Linked DNA regions of Arachis hypogaea: region 1 is linked to region 2. The links are chromatin contacts, called in public Hi-C maps. All regions are on one chromosome and are shown on one strand. The core of a region is the stretch at or near the end of the contact, and the rest is flanking DNA. Distances in the headings are between cores, read along the strand shown. Region 1 holds the start of LOC140180062. Region 2 holds the start of LOC140180058.

Region 1 (6,156 bases), core at 3,274-5,773, 260 kb after region 2:
TGAGCTGAAATGATGTTTAATGCTAAAATTTGTTAAAAAGGCAGCAAATTTATGGTCTGTAAATTGTCTTCCATTATCCGAGATTATCTCTCTTGGGATACCATATCTACATATAATGTTTTTCCATAGGAAAGATCGCACTTTTTCTGCCGTTATATGTGCTAGTGGTTGTGCTTCTATTCACTTAGAGAAATAGTCTATTGATACTAAAAGGAACTTTACCTGGCCTGGCGCTTTCGGAAAAGGTCCGAGGATATCCAATCCCCACCTATCAAAAGGCCAGCTTACCTCTATGGTGTGGAGTTCTTCGACCGGGATCTCTGAGAGGGTGGCGTGCTTTTAACAATTATCACATGCCTTGACTTTCGAAATACAGTCCATTTTTATCGTCGGCCAATAGTATCCTGTTCGCAATATCTTCGCTGCCAGTGCTTGGCCGCCGATGTGGTTTCCACAAACCCCTTCGTGCATTTCTGCCATAACGTCTTTGGCCTCATCGTTGCTGATGCATTTGAGAAGTGGTTGGGAGTGTCTTCGCCTGTACAGGGTATTTTCGAGTACTGTGTAGAAGCTTGCTCTTCTTCGGAAGAGCGCTAAGTTCGACTCCTCGTTTGGTATAGCACCTGTGTTGATGTAATTGAGAAAAGGTGTTCTCTAGTCTGGTTCCTGCATGATGCTTAATATTGTGTCCTGCTCAAATCTTGGCTTGTTAAGTGTTAGTTGGGACAAGGCCGGTGTGTTTTCCGCCTGCCTTGTTGTGGCTAGCTTGGATAACACATCGGCTCTGGTGTTTTGTTCTCGGTTTACATGAATAATATCAAATTTACTAAACTTTGAGATAAGATCCTTTGTTATGAGCCAATATTTCTCTAGCAAAGGATCTTTTACCTGGTACTCGCCCTTGATTTGATGTACTACCAGTGAGGAGTCGCAGTAGACTGTTATTTGAGGTATCCTGAGTTGTTGGGCGAGCTTCAGTCCTGCTAGCAGAGCTTCATATTCCGCTTGGTTGTTACTCGCATTGAAGCGAAACTGTAGTGATTGCTCGGCTATCACTTTCTCTCCCTCTTTTAGCAGTACCCCAGCTCTGCTTCCTTCTATGTTTGATGCTCCATCTACATGTATACTCCAATTGGCTTCTGTGTGTTGTGTTTCATTAGTCATTTCTGATACGAAGCCGGTGAGTACTTGTGACTTCAGGATTTTTCTCGACTCGTACTGAATGTCGAACTCGGAGAGTTCGATTGACCACTTTATTAATCGTCCGACAAGCTCGGGTCTGGTTAATATCTGCCTTAATGGTTGGTCTGTTCGTACTATGATTGTGTGGCTTTGAAAGTAATGTCGCAGTCTTCTTGCCGTAGTGATAAGTGCCAATGCTAGCTGCTCTATCTTCGGATACCTTGTTTCTGTTGGTTGTAGTACCTTACTAATGAAGTATACTGGATTTTGCTTTTTTCCTATTTCCATCACTAGGACCAAGCTTATGGCATGGTTAGATACTGATAAATACAAATACAACGGCTTACCTGCCTTTGGTCTCTGGAGTATTGGTGGTGATGTTAAGAGCTGTTTGAGTTCCATAAAGGAGTTTTCACATTCCTCCGTCCATGTGAATTTCTTGCCCTTAGAGAATGTCTAGAAGAAATGATAAGATCGGTTTGCCACTGTAGGTAGGAAACGTGATAGGGCGGCTACCCTCCCTGCTAATTGCTGGATTTCTTTTACTATCTTTGGGCTTGTCATGCTCAGGACTGCATTGCATTTCTCTGGGTTGGCTTCTATACCTCGTGAGGTTAGTATGAAGCCGAGGAATTTCCCCCCGTGAACTCCAAAGGCACATTTGTCCGGGTTGAGCCGCATGTTATAAGCTCGGATCTGGTTGAAGACTTCTACCAGGTCGTCACAATGTGATCCTTGTGCAGGTGTTTTTGCCACCATATCATCGACGTAAATTTCCATATTCCGACCTATTTGATGTTGGAATACTTTGTCTATTAGCCTTTGGTAAGTTGCTCCTGCATTCTTTAAAACAAAAGGCATCACCTTGTAACAAAAATTTCCATGTTGTGTTATAAAGGCTGTTTTGCTTTGGTCGTCTGGGTGCATTAGAATCTGGTTGTAGCCAGAATATGCATCCATAAAACTCAAACTTTTGAAACCGGAAGCATTATCAACTAATTTATCAATGCAAGGTAAAGGGTAAGCATATTTAGGGCAAGCTTTGTTTAGATTTGTAAAGTCGACGCACATACACCATTTACCTGAGTTTTTCCTTACCATTACCACATTTGAGAGCCATGTGGTGAAGCGGATTTCTCTTATGAAACCTGCGCTGAGGAGTTTCTTGGTTTCTTCTAGTGCTGCTTGTTTTTTCTCTTCTCCGAGGTTTCTTTTCTTTTGTGCCACTGGTCGGACTGCCTTGTCAATTGCTAAGTTGTGGTAGATGACTTCTGGGCTTATTCCAGGCATGTCGTCCGGTGTCCATGCAAATAGGTCGGCATTCTGGCACAGTAAACTTATAAGCTTTGTGCGCTCCTCTCCTTCTAGTGCTTCACCAATGTGTGTATATTGTTTGTCATCCGATGTTAATATTACTCGGTGGAGGTTATCCATTGGCTGGGGTCTCTCGCCGAGGTCTTCTCTTGGGTCGAGCTCGGCCAACGTGAGGATCTCTGCAGTGTCGTGTATTGCTTGAACTTGTGGCCGAGCTGTCATGTTTGCTGGGCTTTGTTTCAGACTGACATTGTAGCACTGCCGAGCTTCCTGGTGGTCGGCGTACACTGTTGCTATCCTATTTTCCTGTACTGGAAACTTAACACACAAGTGTAACATGGACACTACCGCTTTGAATATATTCAAGGCGGGTCTCCCAATAATAATATTATAAGGGCTATAACAGTCTACTATTAGGTACTGAATACCAATAGATTTTGACATAGGGATCTCTCCCATCGTGGTCGTTAGCCATATGTATCCCATGATGGGGACCCTTTCTCCGGAGAACCCAATTAGCTCTCCAAAAGAAGGCTGTATTGTTTTTTCTGATAACTTCATCTTTTTAAAGGTAGAATAAAACAAAACATCAGCACTACTACCTGGGTTTAGTAGTGTTTTTCTTACCAATAGCTCTCCAACCTATATGGAGATTACTACTGGGTCGTCGAGGTTAGGGCTTGCTGATCTGAAGTCTAATTGATTGAAGGATATTGTGACATCTGGGTCCTTCTCCTTCTTTGGCTGCAATATTCCCTCGATTGCCAGCATCGCCCTATAGCTTCGTTTTCTGGCCGAGTTTGTTTCACCTCCGCCTGCGTATCCTCCTGAGATGTGGCTGATGATTCCTCTTGGCGGATCAGGAGTTGTCTGATCTTTTTTGTTCTTATCTGTCACTGCTTGTTTGTGCTCGTTCCTGTCCGAGTTTGTCCTTCTGGCTTTCTGACCTTCGATATATTTGTCTAAGAGCCCTTGGCGTGCCAGTCTTTCGAGCAGGTCTTTTGCCACGATGCAGTCATCCGTGGTATGGCCAAACTTCTGGTGGAAGGCGCAATGCTTGCTTCTATCCACGAACCTTTGGTCTTGGTAGTTCCCTGTTCGAGCTAGTGGCTTCACGATTTTGGCATTTAGAATCACTTTGATGATGTTTTCTCTCTTGGTATTGAATCTGGTATACGTGTTATATTTTGATGTGAGCTTGAAGGGCCTCTTTGTATCCTTGTTGCCTGGTGATCTGAAAGCTTTTTCCTCATCTTTCCGCTGTGGTTTTTTGTCCGGCTTTTGGGCCTCGCGGAGTTCTTCAATCTCCATTTGACCTGCAGCCCTTTCTCGGAACTCCTCTAGTATTTTTGGTTTTGTTATCGTAATGGTCTCCTGGAATTTGCCAGGTCTGAGGCCAGCTTTGAGGGCATGCAAGTGGACAGCTGGATCCAAGTCTTGGATCTCCATAGTAGCCTCAGCGAACCTGGTCATGTAGTCCTTTAAGCTCTCATATTGGCCTTGCTTGATTGTTCCCAGGTAGTCTGATCCATGGACATATATTCTCGATGTCGCAAATTAATCAATAAAAGATCTCGCCAGCTCCTCAAAAGAGGAAATGAAACTTGCAGATATTTTAGAAAATCACACTAATGTAGTACCATCAAGATAAGTGGAAAAAGCTCGGCAAATCACTGGTTCGTTATTAGCGTCATTAAAGAACATCATGGATTGAAATTTCTTGACGTGAGCTCGGGGGTCACCGAACCCCTTATATGGTTCCAGTGCCGTGGGTAGCACAAAATTTTTTGGCATCTGAAACTTAATGATCTCTTCAGAAAAGGAGTTTTCAAGGGTGAGCTTCTCCTTAGGTGGAGTGATGTTCAGGGGATCTATGTTGCCCTGTGCCGAGCTTTTGGAGGTTTCTCCTTCATGCTTTCCATTGTTCTGTGCGGACAGTTCAGCTATCCTCCGCACCTCTGCCTGGAGTTCGGCTATTTGAGCTAGGAGCTTTGCCTGTGTGGGTTGAGGGTTCTCATTGTCAGCCATGTCCGAGGATCGAGAATCCTGCAAAACAAGGTAAGAAACTAAATAAAATGGATGGTGAGATTAGATATATTCCGGGCCCGCGGTGAGCGCCAAGTGATTCGTCCTGGTACTGGGGTGGCCAAGGTTTAGCAATTCTGAGCAGGCGGTTGTCGGAGAGGAAGGGCTACACGTCGGCCTGGATCGAACACCGCGGCGGGAATACCTGCAAAAGATACTCCGACGCTCAAGTCAATAATGATCTTCAATGAATCAGTTAAGTAAAAAATAGAAGACTGAGAATGGAACATGTCCTTTAGCCGAGAATATGAGTTCGGCTTTATAGAAGTTGTTTTACCCGTTTACTATGGATAAGTCCGAGTTTGTAGGTTGGTTATCATATTCTGTTTTGGTAATTAGATTTGTTGAGCACGTTTCCTATTTTCAAATGAGTGAGGCCGATCTTATCTGTTCACGTGCCGAACTTTTCGGGCGGCCGAGGACATTGGTGACGTATCAACAACAACAACAACAACAACAATAATAATAATAATAATAATAATAATTGTTCCTGTCTAGTAATATAAATCGAGGTACAACTCCTTCTTCCGTGTGTATGGAGCTTTTTAGACGCCGAGCTATACTTCAGCCGTCAAGGAACACCGGAGGAGGTTGGGACCTGCAAAGAAACTCCAACGCTCAAGTTAATAAGAGTAGAAGATGAATATTAAATTACTCAGAATGAATAGTGTACCTCTTTCATGTCAGGAGTGGATGTATTTATAGAATTGTTGTGTGGTTACTTAGTGGGTCTAATATTGTGGTAATTGCTCTTTAGTGAGCTTGTTTAGAGAGATTTACGGAGAGATTCTGTGCCAATTTGGGTTGGCACATAGTTGTTTAATTTGATAGGATAAAGACCAAAATACGTACTTTCCACGTACTCCCCATAAAACACGTGTTTATTTAGTTTTGATCATATTTCGATTTATAATTTTACCTGAGTCGAGTTATAGCTACCGGACAGATCAATAATAATAATAATAATAATAATAATAATAATAATAATAATAATAATAATAATAATAATAATAATAATCAATAAAATTATTAGAGATTATTTTACAAGAAATTCAAGGTTAAAACCATTTGATATTTTTATATTTAATATAATAAAAAAATGTCCTATTTTAAAAAATATGTTTGTATTAAAAAAAAGTATGTATTTAATATAAATCTAAATTAAAATATTTTCTTTTAATACATATTTTTTAATACAAACATTTTTTTTACATAGCACATCTTTTAATTGTATTAAATACAAAAATATCAAATAATTTTAACATTGAATTTCTTGTAGAATGATCTCTAATAATTTTTTTTGTTATTATTATTATTATTATTGAGTGACTATATATATAAGAATCTAATGAATAAATTTATTATTATTTTGTCAAAAAAATACAAAAAAATATAGTACAGTATTATTGTACAATTAATAATAATAATAATAATAATAATAATAATAATAATAATAATAATAATAATAATAATAATAATAATAATAATAATAATAATACTTGTTGTTGTTGTTGTTGTTGTTGTTGTTGTTGTTGTTGTTGTTGTTGTTGTTGTTGTTGGATGGATGGAGGATTG
Region 2 (6,574 bases), core at 3,908-6,407:
AAATATATTCAACTATCAATTCGTAGAGCATGGGTTGCAATAACTAATGATTCAGAAGGTCGTAAATTTCCTAGCAGTCTAGCACCCCAAGCTGCATGTGTCGGTGCAGGAAATCACTATTCACTGCAATTGCCAATTGATTTAAAGAATGTTTTTCTTTTATCAGCGTATGGTCACGGCATTGCGCCCCAATGGACCAATGAGGGACACAAACAAAATTCTGCTATGCTCCTTTCAAGTGTAGCTGGAAAATATTGGTAGGCCATGCTCCTGCGTGTTACACGCCTAAACATATATACTCTTAATTTAATTAAATGACCGAAAAAGATTAAGAAATGATGCATATGCATAGTAAAGAAAGAATACAATAATAATCTTTGAGAAGAGTTCAACCATTTTTAGAATTTATTATTTTTTACGCATCATCGTCATAACGTACTTCAATTCCATGATATGTGCTATGCTGATACATTAGAGAGAAGAGAGAAGAAAAGAGGGGGGGGGGGTGTTAATGAGGTGTTAAACCTTGTTATTTTTTAGGTGGAGTTTAATTTGAAGTTTCTGTGTGTGTCGATTCTTCCGTATCTAAATAATTGAGGCCCACTTGCGCCGATTCACCTTGGTAAAATCGTATCATAAAAGCAACTAAAAATCTCCATACCTACATCATTATATTGGAAGAAAATCACGCATGAGTGGCAGGCACCAATGCATAGCTTATAAGGCTTGAGCTGTTTTTGGTACTGTCTGCATGAAAAGTAAAGAAAAGAATTTAACAAAACCCTTAACCTAAGAGCTAAGGCAAATTAAACCATCACAGCATTCAGCAAACTTTATAAGATTTTGATTAATTATACATATTTTTTTTGGCAGCAGAAAGGCCAATAATTGCCAAGAATAAGGGCCATATAAAACATAGGCAAATTCCGTATATAATTGGGGGTGGTACACTGATATTGGTAAAGCATTAAAGTGAGACAAGGAGTGGGCCACATTGTTCCATATTGCCTATTTCTTATGGCACTATTGATTCAACACTGGTCTTGTCTGTCTCTCTTTTTCAACTTTCCTCTACTTTCTCCTACTTACCTCCACAATACTAAGACCAATTATTAGTATCTTTTGGTTTTCTAAACACTAGTAAACAAGTTTGGGCAAGAAAATAGAAGCATCACCTCAGCTTTTATTATTGCATTGAAGTTGAGAAGCTAAGAAAATGAACCAGGAAATGAATGGGATTGAGGGTGAGAGAGCAAGGGAGAATAATGATAACAATAATGTGAATGTGCCAGAGAGAATAGATTATGTGTTCAAGGTGGTTGTGATTGGAGACTCAGCAGTGGGGAAGACTCAAATACTGTCTAGGTTTGCAAAGAATGAGTTCTGCTTTGACTCAAAGTCCACCATCGGCGTTGAGTTCCAGACCAGGACTGTCACCATTGGTGGCAAACTCATCAAGGCACAGATCTGGGACACTGCTGGCCAAGAAAGGTTCATTCTATTCACTTCATTCCTTCCTCTCTCTATTCTTTCCAACTTCCAATGAAGATTGCTATTTTTTACCATTACAATGTTATGCCAATTAAGCACATGACATAGATGTTAGAATTTTCTGCAGTGTGGTGGTGAGCTTTTATTGATTGTCCATTTAGATTTTTGTCAAGGTGGATTGAATGTTTAAAGTTTTTTATTTTTTAAAGCAAGCTCAACACAATAACGTAGAACTTGTTACAAGAAATAAAACAACAAAAATGCTGAAAACTAGTACTCATACATGCTCCACAAGTACTCTATGTTATTTCTACATCTTTTTGTTATATGTATTCACTTCAAAGTTGTATATGTATTGACCCATTTTGCTTACACATATAGGTACAGGGCAGTGACAAGTGCGTACTACAGAGGAGCATTAGGGGCAATGGTGGTGTACGACATAACAAAGAGGCAGACATTTGATCACGTGGCGAGGTGGATAGAGGAGCTGAGGGCGCATGCAGACACTTCCATAGTCATAATGCTAATTGGGAACAAGGGTGACCTTGTGGAGAAGAGAGCAGTGCGGACGGAGGATGCGGTGGAGTTTGCGGAGGAACAGGGGCTCTTCTTCTCGGAGACTTCAGCTCTCAGCGGTGAGAATGTGGAGAGTGCCTTCTTCAAGTTGCTTCAACACATCCATTTCGTGGTCTCTAAGAAGTCCTTGCAATCTGCCAACAATGCCATTAATAATGCTGTCACTCTTAAGGGATCAAAGATTGATGTAATCTCTGGTAATGACTTAGAGTCAGAGATTACTGAGATTAAGAAAGTCTCTTCATGCTCTTGTTGATTATTCTTCTTATTAAGTTTATTTTACAAAACTGAATACTACACGTATATAGTGGCAATGTGGTGGGTAAGGATGATTGATTTCTTCAGATCTTGGCTTTTAATTCAACTGCACCTATTTGTTCACTTTAATTAGACACTTCAATTCTTTAATGTAGAGTTTGTTTGAGATATTGAAACAGAGACTAAGAGACTGAGATTCAGTATCATGTTTATTGGTTCAGAGACTGGTATTAAAATTTCTGTCTCTGTCCCAAAAATTTTAGTATTTCAGTACCTCTAAAAAGTGAGGACACAGGAGACTAATATTTTTAGAGATAAAAACTGAAATTTTAATAATATTTTATACTTAAAATACCGGGTCTTTTTTTTTTTATATGGATTAAAGCTTGGTGATATTCAACGTAATGGATGCATGGAGAAAATTTTCCCTGCTATGATGACAGGCGTAAAACGTAAGATGCGTTTTACTTTTGGCCTTTTTTTTTTTTTGTGCAGGAAAGGGAAGAAACGTGGCCTTCGTTTTGGTTGGTGCAGGATTTTCAAAATTTTTTTAAAATAGTTTTAATCCAAACGTGGCATGCGTTTTGTGTTGGGCTAAATAATTTTTTTTTTGTAATAACAAAGCGCAATCTGCGTTTTGTGCTGAGGGCTAGCTTTTTTTTTGGAAAACGCAAAACGTAGGTAGCATTTTTTCGCGTTGTCAGATTGCTTTTTGAAAAGCGCAGGTTGCGTTTGTTGAAAAAAAAATATTTTCCTGAAGAGGCCTGCCTATAAATACGAAGCACTCCTCAGCGCAACGGCCTCACTCCCATTCTACTCATCATTCTCCTCTTTCAAATACATATGTTGTAGTTGTTAGTTTTTTTTGGCAGTTAGCTGTGTCCAAAAAATCGGAGTACGTGAGGTTGAAATTATGGAAAATATTACAAATTTGCGAGTATATTATAACGGTGAAGTTATACCAAACACACATGAAGGAGTGACTTTTGTTTGTGAATGTCCGTTGTCATTTGCTATTCCATGTACCATGAGCTTTGTTGATTTGCAAAATGGGCTTTGTAATAACATTCAAAGCCACATTTTGAAAAGGGTCAGCAACCTTTTATACAGAAGTCCTATGCAAGTATTTGGTGGGCTAATACAGTTTCAATTAATGCCCATTACTGACGATGCCAGTATGCAGCAGATGTTCTGTATTTATCAACAAACCCGATTTCATGTGCCGATGATGGAGTTGTACGTTGAGTTTGAGCAGCAGTCAGGGTCGGGCACGGTCGGCGAGGGGGTCAATATTGATGAGCTCGGTGATATAGATTGGGAAGAAGAAAATAATGACAGTGAAGAGGAGTTCGAAGCTAACTATGAAGTCGATGACGAGAACGATGACGGAGACTTGGCAGGCAATCCGGAGGTGCCAAGTGAAGCGAATGCGATTATAAGCCAACACCCGTTTGGTGTTCCATCTTTTATGCGGACTCTAGATATGGAAGCCATGCATGACCTAGAATTTTCTGAGTATGCGAATACGGGTATGTTATGATTATTAACTCAAGTTTCCTATAGTGTTTATTTTATATGCCTCGTCTGACTGATGGTGGTGCGCATGTCGTAGGTGAAGGCAATGCTGCGGCGGAAGATGGCGAGTTTAGTGTTGGAATGGAATTTGGATCGAGAGAGTCGGTGATATCTGCAATCAAAAGCTACACTATCTCTAGAGGGGTTGATTACACTGTGTATGAGTCTGAGCCGCAAACATTCTATGCGAAATGCAAGGGGTATGGTGCAGGGTGCGATTGGCTAATCCGGGCTAGCTTGATTCGAAAGAAAGCTTGTTAGGAGATCATGAGATACAATGGCAAGCACACGTGCACCGTGGGAACGATATCACAAGATCATGCCAAGTTGGACTCGGACACAATTGCAGATGTCATTAGGCCGTTGGTCGAATCAGACCCCTCGATAAAGGTGAAGTCTGTAATTGCAGAAGTTCAATCCAGGTTCAACTACACTGTCAGTTACCGCAAGGCTTGGTTGGCAAAGCAGAAAGCTGTTGCCAAGGTTTTCGGTGATTGGAAAGTTTCTTACCAGACCCTGCCAGTATGGTTGAAAGCAATGACGGTTAAAATGCCAAGGTCTCGTGTTCAAATCAAAACGCTCCCCGTTTACCGTGAGACTGAGGAGGTTCAAGGTGTAAGAGTTCTGCATCACATTTTTTGGAGCTTCTATCTGTGTATTGTAGCATTTAGACACTGCAAGCCGCTGGTGCAAGTTGATGGCATGCACCTGTATGGAAAATATAAAGGTGCACTTCTGGTAGCGGTTGCACAAGACGGGAATCAAAACATTGTGCCTATTGCTTTTGCCATAGTTGAGGGTGAGACGACAGATGCATGGGAGTTTTTCCTAACGAATTTGCGGAGATATGTTGTTACCATTGATGGGGTGGGTATTATTTCTGACCGCCATACCTCTATCGACGCTGCAATAGCTCGCAGTAACGGTGCATGGTCACCACCAAGGGCGTGGCACATGTACTGCATTAGGCACATCGGCTCCAACTTCTTAAGGAGGTTCAAGGCTCCATATTTGCATAAACTCGTGGTGAACACATGTATATCAACTCGCTATTATGGTTCTATTCATAGTAAATTTGTGACATCTGCTTATGACTAAATGGTTTGTTCAACAGGCTATTCTAGAACGGAGTAGGAGTACAACAAAAACTACCAAAGGCTTAAAGGGCAGGGTGAGGCATATACTCAATGGTGCGATGAGATCGGTGTTGAGAGATGGTTGTTGGCATTCGATGGTGGTCATCGTTGGGGACATATGACGACAAACTTGGTAGAGTGCATAAATTCTGTCCTGAAGGGGGCACGCAACCTTCCTGTGACTGCCCTGATCCGGTTAACTTTCTATCGGCTGAATGAGTTATTCACTCGGAAGAGTACCGAGGCTCATGAGCGTCTCCGCAACGGATTTACGTATTCAGAGTTCGCAACGAAGAGAGTTGAAGAAAGCTTCCGACATGCAGGAAACGTTGTGGTCAACCGGTTCGATAGGCGCATGAGATGTTTGAGGTTCGCGAAATGCAAGATGGTACCATTTACACGGTCAACCTTGCGCAACGACACTGCGACTGTGGCCATTTCCAGGTCGAGCGACTTCCATGTCGCCACGTGCTTGCATGTTGCGCCAACCAGCGTCTCGATTGGCAAGTGTACGTGCACGATGTGTACAAGATGTCTGAAATTTGTAAGGTTTACAGAGGCGAGTTTGTTCCGATGGGTGACCCATCTACATGGGATAGATACGAAGGAGCGAAGGTGATCGCCAACTGGACATTGAGGCGCGCGACGAAAGGAAGACCGAAGTCCACCCGCTACTTGAATGAGATGGATTCACGTGGGATGCGTGGTCCTCGCCGGTGCACTATATGTGGACGCGAGGGACATAGTCGTAGCCGATGTCCTCAGCGCGCAGGTCCAAGCTCCGCTGGAGGTCATTAGTGGTTAAGCTTTTCAATGTAACTTTGTTATGACCTACTTCACAATTATATGTTACTTTTTATGTAATATCGTCATGTATTTTAACCTAGTTAACAATTTATAATAAATAAAGTTTTTAATCTCGTTATGATAAATAAAATTTTCAACCTAGTTAACATTTTTTAGAGTTACATGGAACAAAGCTAAATATGTCATAATAATAATAATTACTGAACAGAATCATCTAAATATGTCATAATAATAATACTGAATACAAATGTCGAATACAACTATGAATACAACCCTGAATCACCCATCAACTACAATAGACTACTTCCTCGGCGCCTTCTTCGAATACAAGGATGGGGTGTATTTGTCCGGAGGCGCAGTCTGTGTCCGTAAGTTATACGGATGACCCTGAGACACACCGGCGTCCAGCCCGCTGCTGACGTCAGGACCACTGCCTAAATCTGTCATGCTCACAGCACCAGTGTCATACAAACCGCTGCCAATTTCTTCGCCTGGAACTCTATCTGACAGCCGCAGGTGAATCCCATACTGCTGTGTGTACCAGTCGTAGTACACTGGGAGAGGATGGAAGTCAATAATCTCCTCGCCTAGCTGCAATGTGTTATAGCGGTCAAATGTCCATCTGTTAACCCATTGACTGTAAATTTGTCCCCAGTCATGGTTCTGTGCTCCTGTCAGCCGCTTGCAGTGATCACGACCAAGGTTGAACATGGGGCCTGGTGGTAGCT

The links. Hi-C and Micro-C count contacts between places; a contact is called where the count stands out from the background.
Region 1: a Hi-C map of leaf shows a contact between it and region 2, with 3 times the contacts expected there. The contact joins the promoter of LOC140180062 here to the promoter of LOC140180058 in region 2. A contact is called at or near these places in 2 of 8 Hi-C or Micro-C datasets (both in leaf).

Annotation. Positions count from the first base shown.
Region 1 is chr16:23,526,318-23,532,473 of arahy.Tifrunner.gnm2.J5K5, forward strand. LOC140180062 reads right to left here and starts at 4,524. Exons shown (of 2, transcript XM_072220453.1): 1 at 4,137-4,524; 2 at 3,139-4,019. The coding sequence starts at 4,524. The coding sequence ends at 3,139. It overlaps LOC140180061, which reads right to left and starts at 480. Exons shown (of 2, transcript XM_072220452.1): 1 at 375-480. The coding sequence starts at 480.
Region 2 is chr16:23,268,558-23,275,131 of arahy.Tifrunner.gnm2.J5K5, forward strand. LOC140180058 reads left to right here and starts at 5,158. Exons shown (of 2, transcript XM_072220449.1): 1 at 5,158-5,427; 2 at 5,484-5,837. The coding sequence starts at 5,158. The coding sequence ends at 5,837. LOC112756864 reads left to right here and starts at 4,171. Exons shown (of 1, transcript XM_025805475.1): 1 at 4,171-5,001. The coding sequence starts at 4,171. The coding sequence ends at 5,001. It overlaps LOC112758505 (ras-related protein RABA3), which reads left to right and starts at 872. Exons shown (of 2, transcript XM_025807202.3): 1 at 872-1,491; 2 at 1,873-2,528. The coding sequence starts at 1,217. The coding sequence ends at 2,326.